Linked DNA regions of Pan troglodytes: region 1 is linked to region 2. The links are chromatin contacts, called in public HiChIP or PLAC-seq maps. All regions are on one chromosome and are shown on one strand. Each heading gives the region's core, a stretch centred on a gene start, on an enhancer-like site or on the middle of the called end of the contact. The rest is flanking DNA. Distances are from core to core; before and after follow the strand shown.

What was found. HiChIP or PLAC-seq counts read pairs in DNA pulled down with a chosen protein or histone mark.
Region 1: an H3K4me3 HiChIP or PLAC-seq map of stem cell-derived excitatory neurons shows a contact between it and region 2, with 3 times the contacts expected there. The contact joins the promoter of MDH1 here to the promoter of UGP2 in region 2. A contact is called at or near these places in 1 of 7 Hi-C or Micro-C datasets (stem cell-derived neural progenitor cells) and 1 of 1 datasets of contacts at active chromatin or transcription factors (stem cell-derived excitatory neurons).

Annotation. Positions count from the first base shown.
Region 1 is chr12:59,132,479-59,137,032 of NHGRI_mPanTro3-v2.0_pri, reverse strand. It overlaps MDH1 (malate dehydrogenase 1), which reads left to right and starts at 2,382. Exons shown (of 9, transcript NM_001243069.1): 1 at 2,382-2,460. The coding sequence starts at 2,458. All of the region lies in intron 2 of WDPCP (WD repeat containing planar cell polarity effector), which reads right to left.
Region 2 is chr12:58,885,220-58,890,130 of NHGRI_mPanTro3-v2.0_pri, reverse strand. It overlaps UGP2 (UDP-glucose pyrophosphorylase 2), which reads left to right and starts at 3,167. Exons shown (of 10, transcript XM_063789787.1): 1 at 3,167-3,503. WDPCP (WD repeat containing planar cell polarity effector) reads right to left here and starts at 2,539. Exons shown (of 19, transcript XM_054678456.2): 1 at 2,310-2,539.

The DNA.
Region 1 (4,554 bases), core at 1,133-3,632, 250 kb before region 2:
GTGTATTATATTACCTGAGAAAAGTAACTTACAATCAGTGCTAATATGCTCCTTAACTTGATTTACAAGGGCAACTAGCAATAAACAGAACAAGGCCCATGAACTACCACACAGGTGACTTCAATTCTGTGTATCTGGACTGGATGGGAATACGAGGGCTTACATGTTTGTGGCCTTCTTGGAGTATGGGAATGTCCTGTCCTGCTATAGGACTGCAGTGAGAATTCTGGTTATAAAAAGTCTCCCTTGTAAAATTCACTGTAAATCAAGGACAAAAATCATGAGATTGTTTTGTTATACTTTAAGTTCTAGGGTACATGTGCACAACGTGCAAGTTTGTTACATATGTACGTATATATGCCATGTTGGTGTACTGCACCCATTAACTCGTCATTTACATTAGGTAAAATCATGATATTTTTAAGGACAACAACATGGAAAAATCTTTCTGTTAGCAGCTAGTAGAAGAATTCATTTAGGAGGATAATGGGAGAAATTTTTCGTAACTGCTCAGAGTAAAAAGTAAAACTCAGAGAACCTAGGTTTGAGAATAATGCACACCTACTAATTCAGGACTAGACACAAAAATTTGAGAATTTTTGACATTAAAAGTAGCATTTGAAGTGATGCAACTTATGAATTAGCTCACTGAGGGATTTAGTATAGACAGAGAATACAGGCACCCCAATGTTAAGAGATCACAACTGAAAAAAATTTAGAAACTCCGCAGAACTGAGAACCAGTAACAAAAGAGGAAAACCAGGAAAGTATGTGGTCTGAGAGCCAAATGAATAAAGAGATACAAGGAGAGTCATTCAGGTATGATATTAATAAATGCTAAAAGTAAAGCATTACATTTCTTTCCAAAAATAGCAAATCCTCCAAAATGAAATAGAGAAAAATTGAAAGATATTTCTTGGCATTCATTTATCAGTGACAGAGAAAAAACGGAAGTTCTAACAATGTTATCTAATAGAGATGTTTTATTCATTTTCATTACGTATATGCTGTGTATGCTACTCCCGAGCATCATATCTTCCTTTTAACATCCACAAGAAACAAGCTTTCAAAAAGCACAGCAATTCTCTTGGCAGCATTAATTTTTAAGAGAACCTCTTAAGTTGTTTTACCAGCTGAGACTGACTGACTAAACAACCAGTGTCTCCCCTTCAGTTGCCAGCCTTTCCTTAGAAATGCCTGTTTGGCATAACTTTAAGACTCAAGATGGTTTAAGGCGCATCCTGTTTCTTCCAAAAGGGAATGGACAAAACTCAACATTCACGGAGGGCTTAGAGCAAATTAGAACCGTATACTGTGACCTCCTGGAGGGAGAGGCTCACCTCCTACAAAGTAAATGCTCAATAAATATTTTTGATATAACTCTGGAAGAGCTCCATTTGGGGTCGGGGGTGCACCTACTCCAGGGCACCACCCCCTCCAAAATAGCTGCATTCCCACAGCCCTCATACTCCGCTCAGAAAAGGGACCGGCGAGCTTGCAGGCATCCGCACAGCGGATAAAAGCAAAGCGGGACGGCGCACCAACCGCATTCCGGATCCTAAGGTTAAAAGAAAACCCCTTGCCCTCGGGCCAGGGCTCACCTGTCTCGGGAGTGGGGAAGAAGCGCGACTCCCGGCCGCTTTGGAGTAGGCGTCCCAGCAAAACTCTCGCCTCATCACCAGACACTACCCCGGGCAGAAGGTTCCTGGGCTAGGTCCTCGGACCCGAGAGGGAGCGACACGCTCGCTTGGTCTCTTGGGTCTCCAGGACGCCGCCGCCGCCGCCGCCGCCGCCACAGTTTCCTCAGGTGCTACAAAGCAGCCAGGGTGTGCGTGCGCTCCCGCCTCGTCGCTTAGCAACCTGAGAAGCTGTCCGGTAGTCCCAACTTATCAATTCCCCCGCCCCTCCAGAGTGTCAATCGTTTTTTAAAAGATTTTGTTTCCGGGTCGATCCAGCTTTACGCAGCGGAAGGTCTCTTTACCTCCCACGTTTACCCTCATGGGAGGATGCAGTCTCAGTCACGCGCGTGGGGGTGATGTCGCTAAGGGGTGATTCTCCCCTCCCTAGAGTTACACACGCTATCTCTCCCGCCAATTGCCGGGCGCCATCAGGCAGGTCCTTTCCTCCTGAGCCCAAACCATCCGTTTGTTGTCGTCCTCCAATCACAGAGGCTCATCCTCAGGGACTACTTTGCAATCGGCGCAGAGCGCAGTGAGAAGAGCTTGAAAAAAACCTCTGGTATCGGGAAGTGTAGTTCAACACTTGAAGGAAATGCTTTGGAGATTGCGCCACAACCAGGGCAGCGTAAACTACAGTTCCCAGAGAGCGCCGCGTCGGGAGCGGAGCCTTTTCTCGCTAACACCGCTCGCCCTCTCCGAGTCAGTTCCGCGGTAGAGGTGACCTGACTCTCTGAGGCTCATTTTGCAGTTGTTGAAATTGTCCCCGCAGTTTTCAATCATGGTGAGTGTGGGCCCCGGGTTCCTGCCCACCTCTGGCTCTCGCGCCCTTGTGTGGGGTTTCTTGCACTTTAGGGACTTTTGGGAGGCAGCTGTGCAAGGCACTGTCCTTCGCGCCCTTTGGCAAGCTCGGACTCATCTTCTGGGGATTGTCGCAGTGACCCAGTAATGGGAAGGGATTGATTTCCACCTTGCGGGGTATGGGGCGCTCTTAGGAGGACTCTGGAGAAGTAGTTGTCCTGGGAGAGGAGCGATCTTAATCCTGCTGCATGGCGGGAGGACAAAATGCGACGCTGCAGCTATTTTCCAAAGGACGTTACGGTGTTTGATAAGGACGATAAGGTTTGCGATGGAAGGGAAAGGTTGGGTCCTAACCCCTTTTTCTCCTCATTTGCCCACAGTGTTTATAACGGCTTTTGTCACAGGGACCTTGAAAGCAAAAAGCTGGAAAGGTAGTATTTACCAGGTGCTCCAGATTACGATCTGCGTTTGCAGGAGACGTGTTTCCGCCATATCTAATTTCTCAAAATGTTATTTGGAACCCGTTCATTGACCTTTTTTGTAATGCCAGGACATATTGAAGTGACAGCATCACTAACCAAATAACTACTGCAAATATTCTTTATTGAACTGTATGTTGTGAATTCCAGAAGCACCTCTCTTAAATGTAACAGAGTAACCATTTTGTCATGGAAGACCTGGGTAACCTGCATCTCCATCGCTTGTCTCTGCTGAAAGAGAGGGGGAGGGGGAGAGTTGATGAAGGAACTCTGGCGTAGGAATAATCTGCGTACTGCTTGAAGGTGACATTTGTCATCAAACTCAGAGAAATCGCTTCATACTATCAATACAATGGCTTGTATTTATAGTTGCGACTGTTTTTCCTACTTTATCTGCAAAATACTAAAATGGCTGGAGAATGTGGAGAAATGTTTGAATGAATTGGAAATTTCCCAGAACCTGAAAAGACACGTTTTCAAGGCAAGGGCATTACTCTCTCTGCCTGTCTAACGGGGCCAGTGGAGACAGCTACTAATTTCCAGTAGGTGTTAAACCTAGGTTTCCTAAATGTTTTGTCACATAATTAGTCATTTAAATTATGGTTTCGGTAGTTTCTGTCCTAATAACCTTAGCTAGAAAGCAGAGGTACTTATTATCTGAGAACCTTGGACTTTTTGCTTTTAGAACTGAATGGGCTCTTTTAAAGGCCATCTTGACGAATCTCCCCACTTCAGATCTTAAAATTGAGTTTATCGAGACCCAGAGAGAATGTGATTTGCCCCAAGAGTCTCACACTCTTGCCATTTTTCTATATTGTGTCTTACACTTACCAAGTCTTTCTGAATTTTTATTTTTATAGGGACCACCGCAGTGAGGTCTCGCAGCGGGGGAGAGACAGTGTACTCAACTCCCTGAAAACTTATTTTTACTAGCTGAGATTCCGGATGAAGTTACCAGTTCATACTGCATATACAAACTCAAATATGTTATCAGCATGTAGATGACTTGATAGCTTTATTCCTTGCAATTCAAAATACTGGAATTGTAGAATTAAAAGGGAATTTGGAGATTATATTATCTACTCTTATAATGTAGTCTGGTGAGGTCAGATAATTTTCCCAAGGTCACAGAGATTTTGGGCCCCAGATTCTTAGCTAGTTTCCCTAGCAAGGCCCCACCGTTGGAAGGTCACTGGGGTGCCAGATAACACAGAGACAGAACATGAGGAAGAATTTGTCTGGCAGTTTGCTGGAACTGACAGCAAACTCACACATGACTCAATTTCCCTGCCCCCTCAGGAGGGTGTGTGAATGGACAGAGTTAGAAAAGAGCCTTCTTCTGTAAGCTCATTCAAAGCGGAGGATTCTTTGCTTGTTGTCTATAGGGAGTGACAGCAAAATAAACTGTATGAAGGAATCTAAATGGTATGCTTAGTTTTTTGTGTTATAGAAATACATGTAATTTAGAAATATATATAAATTTGAAAGTGAAAAAGAAATATGTGGATCTGTCTGTGGAATAACAGAGACACTTAAATTCAATCTTTATAGCTGAGAAGTTAGCACAGAGCCTGCATCTGCAGGAAAGTCATTGGTGC
Region 2 (4,911 bases), core at 1,918-4,417:
GGTGGAAATAACTGAAACTTAAAAAACGTTACCTCTAAATATAAACTTTTTATGTTTTATATGGCTCTCAAAGAGCAAAGAGTAGGGGCGGGCCTGTGGCTTACGCCTGTAATTCCAGCACTTCGGGAGTCTGAGGCAGGAGGATTACCTGAGGTCAGGAGTTTGAGACAAGCCTGGCCAACACGCCGAAACCCTGTCTCTACTAAAAATACAAAAACTAGCCAGGTGGGGACCTGTAATCCTGGCTACTCAGGAGGCTGAGGCATGAGAATCCAGCTACTCAGGAGGCGGAGGTTGCATTGAGCCGAGATCGCGCCACTGCACTCCAGCCTGGGTGACAGAGCGAAACTCTATCTCAAAGAAAAAAAAAAAGAGTGGAGAGTAGGATACAACACTGTGAGTTAAAATGATTTAGTGGCACTAAACTGGTCATTCAATATATACTTATGGAATGTTCGCTATGTACCAGACACTGTGCCAAGCATTAAATCTAAAAAGGCACCAAAAAAGATGCTTAGAAATAGGACCACAGACATGGTTTCCTTGCTGTTGATAGAGAGCTCCTGTCTAAAGCAAAGGAAAAAGATATGGTGAGGTTGTTATACATCCTAGGATATGGGACTGGGTAAACCAAACTGAGTTTCCTCAAGTTTCTATGGGAAAGTAGAAAGAAGGAAGAAATTATAGGCAGAATTTGTATCATCCGTGGATGGTCGCATATGGAACCAGACAAAAACTGGCTTCCAGGCTTTCTTTCTAATTCACAATCCACTTCACTCCACCTCCTTAACCCTGTACACACTCTTATCAGCCCCCATCTTCATTCTTTGGATCCCCCCACCCCAGGTTTCTGCAAAGGTAAAATCTATAAATCTACCGATGTTACAGATTTCTAATGATACAGATGATCAACATCATGCACCTTGAAGGGATATTCCAGAGTAGTATCTTATGAAAAAAAGGATTAAAGATACACACACTTGCCCAGAGAAAGCAATTTTTCAATGACTGAAATATATAAAGGGAAATAGGTAACTGCTTTCTAAGCATGTCTTTGCTCCATGGCCATCAAGAACTCCACCTCTTTCTTTCCTATCTCCACAGGATTTGTCAAGTGAGGTTGTTCTTAGTGGCTCTGAGAGAGTGGGAAGCTCGTTTACAAAGTGTTTGTGGGTTCAAAATTTAAATTTATACCGATGTATACAGAAATTTCATTTTATAAGTACTGTTTGGAAATATTTGGAAACTAAGCTTCTAGAGTGCTACTTCTCTAAGAACTAGTGACTGAGTAGTTACAGATGTAACCCCTGAAGATGGGTAGTTAGTTACCTTTTGGAGAGTTCTTGAGGCAGCAAGTGTACAACAACCTTTGGTACTGTATCTCAATATTCAATCACTCATAAATCAAGATGCCATTCTTAGGTATTAACAAATGCTCTTGCTGCAATTAAAACCCATTTCCTTTTTAATCTTCCATGAAGGCAGAAAATACAGTAACTGATCATCGTTTCTTATAATAAACCTTGTATAATTAAAAACTCGCCAGGCGCGGTGGCTCACGCCTGTAATCCCAGCACTTTGGGAGGCTGAGGCAGGCGGATCACAAGGTCAGGGGTTTGAGACCAGCCTGGCCAACATGGCGAAACCCCGCCTCTACTAAAAATACAAAAACTAGCCAGATGCGGTGGCACGAGCCTGCGGTCCCAGCTACTCGAGAGGCTAAGGCAGGAGAATCGCTTGAACCCGGGAGGCGGAGGTTGCAGTGAGCCTAGACTGTGCCATTGCACTCCAGCCTGGGCGACAGAGCAAGACTCCGTCTCAAAACGAAAACAAAAACAAAACAACAACAACAAATAAATCTCTTCATTGTCCTTCATCTTTTGCAGGCTAAGTAACCCTACGTGGCCCAAATCTTTTGGTAGTATTTTATTTTGGTACTAATGCTCATTGGTAAAGACTGCTTTTTCAGTGCTAGAACAATTTTTGTACTGTATACAAAGGATGTAGAGATTTTGTTAAGATCTTCAGTCTCCAAATGCTGTTATTAAACTGTAGACATCTGGATTTTAGACACTTTTTTTGTTTTGTCTGGGGAAAATTCGTTTTACGGCCGAGAGGTTTTGAGTGTAATCTTTTTGGATTTCATGTAAGAAACACAGTACCAATGGTTGTCATTCTCTAGTATAACAATTTTTCACTAGCCTTTTCTGTGTTGTTTGTTCTAATAACATTTCCATATAAAGACGTAGAACCAAAAAATCAAAGTTCCTTTGTTTAGACAATGAGTCATTAAAAAATTCTCACTTTACCTTGGTTGATTAGTGTTGCCCAAAGCCTCAAACTCTTCTGTAATTACTGTACTTGTTTATTGGAGGCACTTAAGAGAAGGCGCTGGCAATTCATCGGTCCTGGTGCAGGCTATTTGAGTCTTAAAGAGGAAATGCAAAGTCTGAAATGCACTCGCTGCCAGCCACACTGAGTCTTAGGTGCAGGTGGGGTTGACGGTACCAGGTGTGATTTGACAAGCCGCGGGCTGGCCCTGTAACAGTCCCCAGGCTAGTGTCAAGTTCCGTGTAACATCCTCTTTCCTTGAGGACTTCAAGAATCTACCAAAAGCAAAGCATCTCTTGAGGAGTAACTTAAGCCAGTTCCACGTTGAAGAGAAAAGTAAACGCCTATCACAGCAGAAATCTCTACAGGATTAGGAACCGGGGCAATGGGGATGGTGGTGGTTCCGGTGAGGGAGCCTTCACTTGTCACTTTCTTCAATGCCTAAACCCTCCTTTTGTTAGCTGGCCCACACAGGCCAATGCCTACTCCCTAACGCATCCTCACCCTCCCCCAACCAGATGTGATGGGGGGAGCAAGCGTCCCCTGAGAAGCGTCTGGGCTCCCTCGGGGCAGCTGCGGTGGGGAGCTCCGGCTCTATCCGCAGGGCTTTCTTTAGTCCCTAGTCAGCGGGAATATTTTTACTGATTGGAAAAATAACCAGTCGTGCTCAGGTGCTCTCCCTCACTGAGATATACTGGCGAGGCTTCCCTGGCCGCAACGCCGCCGTAAGTACTGCTCCCACGCGCGGTATCCCCGCGTACTGCTCAGTGCCCAACTCCGACGGGCTCTCAAGTGCCGCAACGCCCCGCCCCTTGCCACCTCCGCACGTCTCATTGGCCAGAGCCTGCGTCCGCCTCGGCTCCTGACTGGCGGCTGCGCCTGTCGGTCCGTGCGGCAGGGACATTTCCGCATTGAAGGGGCTGCTCCGAATGGAGGGGGAGGGGAGGTGTTTAGGAGAAAGTAGGGGCTGTGGGTGTCGGGAGCCGGCTGACGGGTGGACAAGGGGGGGTTAGCAGCTGGGCTACGACCGTTAGGGAGGGGCTCAAGGTGTGCATGTGTGAGGGAAGAGAGAGAGAGAGAAGGGCGCCTCAGAGGTGACTTTCAGCCTGCGAGCCTTCTTCCCGGGGCGCCATAAACGCCCCCAATTTCCCAGCTGCTAAAGGAAGAGGAAGGTGGGTCTCGCTGGCGGCTTGAGGAGGGGCGGGGTTGGGCTTCCGGCGACCCCCTGGATGAGTGTGTTTCCCGCTCTCCCTGGCCCGCTGTGTGGTCTCGGAGGTGGAATTTGGGATTGTGAGGAGCGCAGGGCAGGCGGGGCGAGAATATGTGCGGGAAGGGTCGGTGCCCTCCCTTGGGACTCCCGCGCCGGTGCACGGGTCTGCCTCTAGCCGGTGACCCCTTAGTGTCCGCTGCGGGGGAGGGGCAGCGTAGCCTTCGGCCCCTACCGAGAAAAAGCTGCGGCCGGGTTTCACTGCTTGAGGCGGGAAGGCGGGGAGCTGAGGCCCCGACTGGTCGGCCAGCCAGAGCGTGGAATTGGTAGCGCCTCCTAGTCCCAGGATGTTTATGGCTGGTGAAAATGGTTGCACTGCCCCCGCTTGCCGGCCTCGCCCGCCTCCCCGACCCCTGCTTGGGCGGGAGCCGCTGTTAACCGGGGTTTTCGGGGGAGGCGGTTGGGGGCTGGATGGCGGCGCGGGGAGGGGGCAGCTAGGGGCGCGGCCTGCCAGAGCCTCCTGCAGTCCAGCCCTGGAGGGCGTGGGGACTGGGGGGCGGTGAAATAGCCGCTGTAGGTCCGCCTCTTTCATTGAAGAAATTTAAGTTCGTGTGGTTTTACCTTTTCCGGGAGTCTCCAGCTGGCCCTCATTTGTGTCCGGAGCTCAGGAGTTCCCAAACCGACTCAGTCGCACCAAGTTTCCGTCTTTTGGAATTGGGGAAGGAGTTTCTTTCTTTCTTTTTTTTTCTTGAGCCAGTTTTAATCGCTTTGAATAAATACTCCCTTAAGTAGTTAAATATAGGAGGAGAAAGAATACATCGGTTGTTAAAGCAGGAGAGGAAGAGAGACCTGCCCTATAGCGTGACTCCTCTAGAAAAAAAAAAAAAAAAGCCGGAGTATTTTACTAAGCCCCTAAAATGTCGAGATTTGTACAAGGTAAGAAATGCTGCTGCTTATATCCCGAGTTGCTTCAGGCGAATTTGGGTACTGACAGTGGAGAGGTTGGTGGGTGGTTTGGAAGTGGAAATGTTCATTTGAGATAACATTTGCGAAACCCTTTTCGTTGAATTGTCATCTGAGCTGCCTTGAGCTGCTGGGTTGACGTTCCAGACGCGTATAATTTATGTTCCTGTACCCTGCTGGGTTTAGTTTTGCCTCCCTGAAATCAGGTTAGTAGTACCGTCGCTTTCCTGGATAGTGGCTGTAAGTGATAAAACAGGATTTTTGGCTGCTAATTAATCCTTGTTCTCTTTTCCTGGTCTGTGTCAAGGTACCTGTGCGTGCACGCAGACGGGAAGGGCTGGGGAAGCGGGAGGACTGAGAAAGGCCAGGTGGGTTTTGCCGGGACTGTTGGGGAAGCTTTAGTGTTCTCC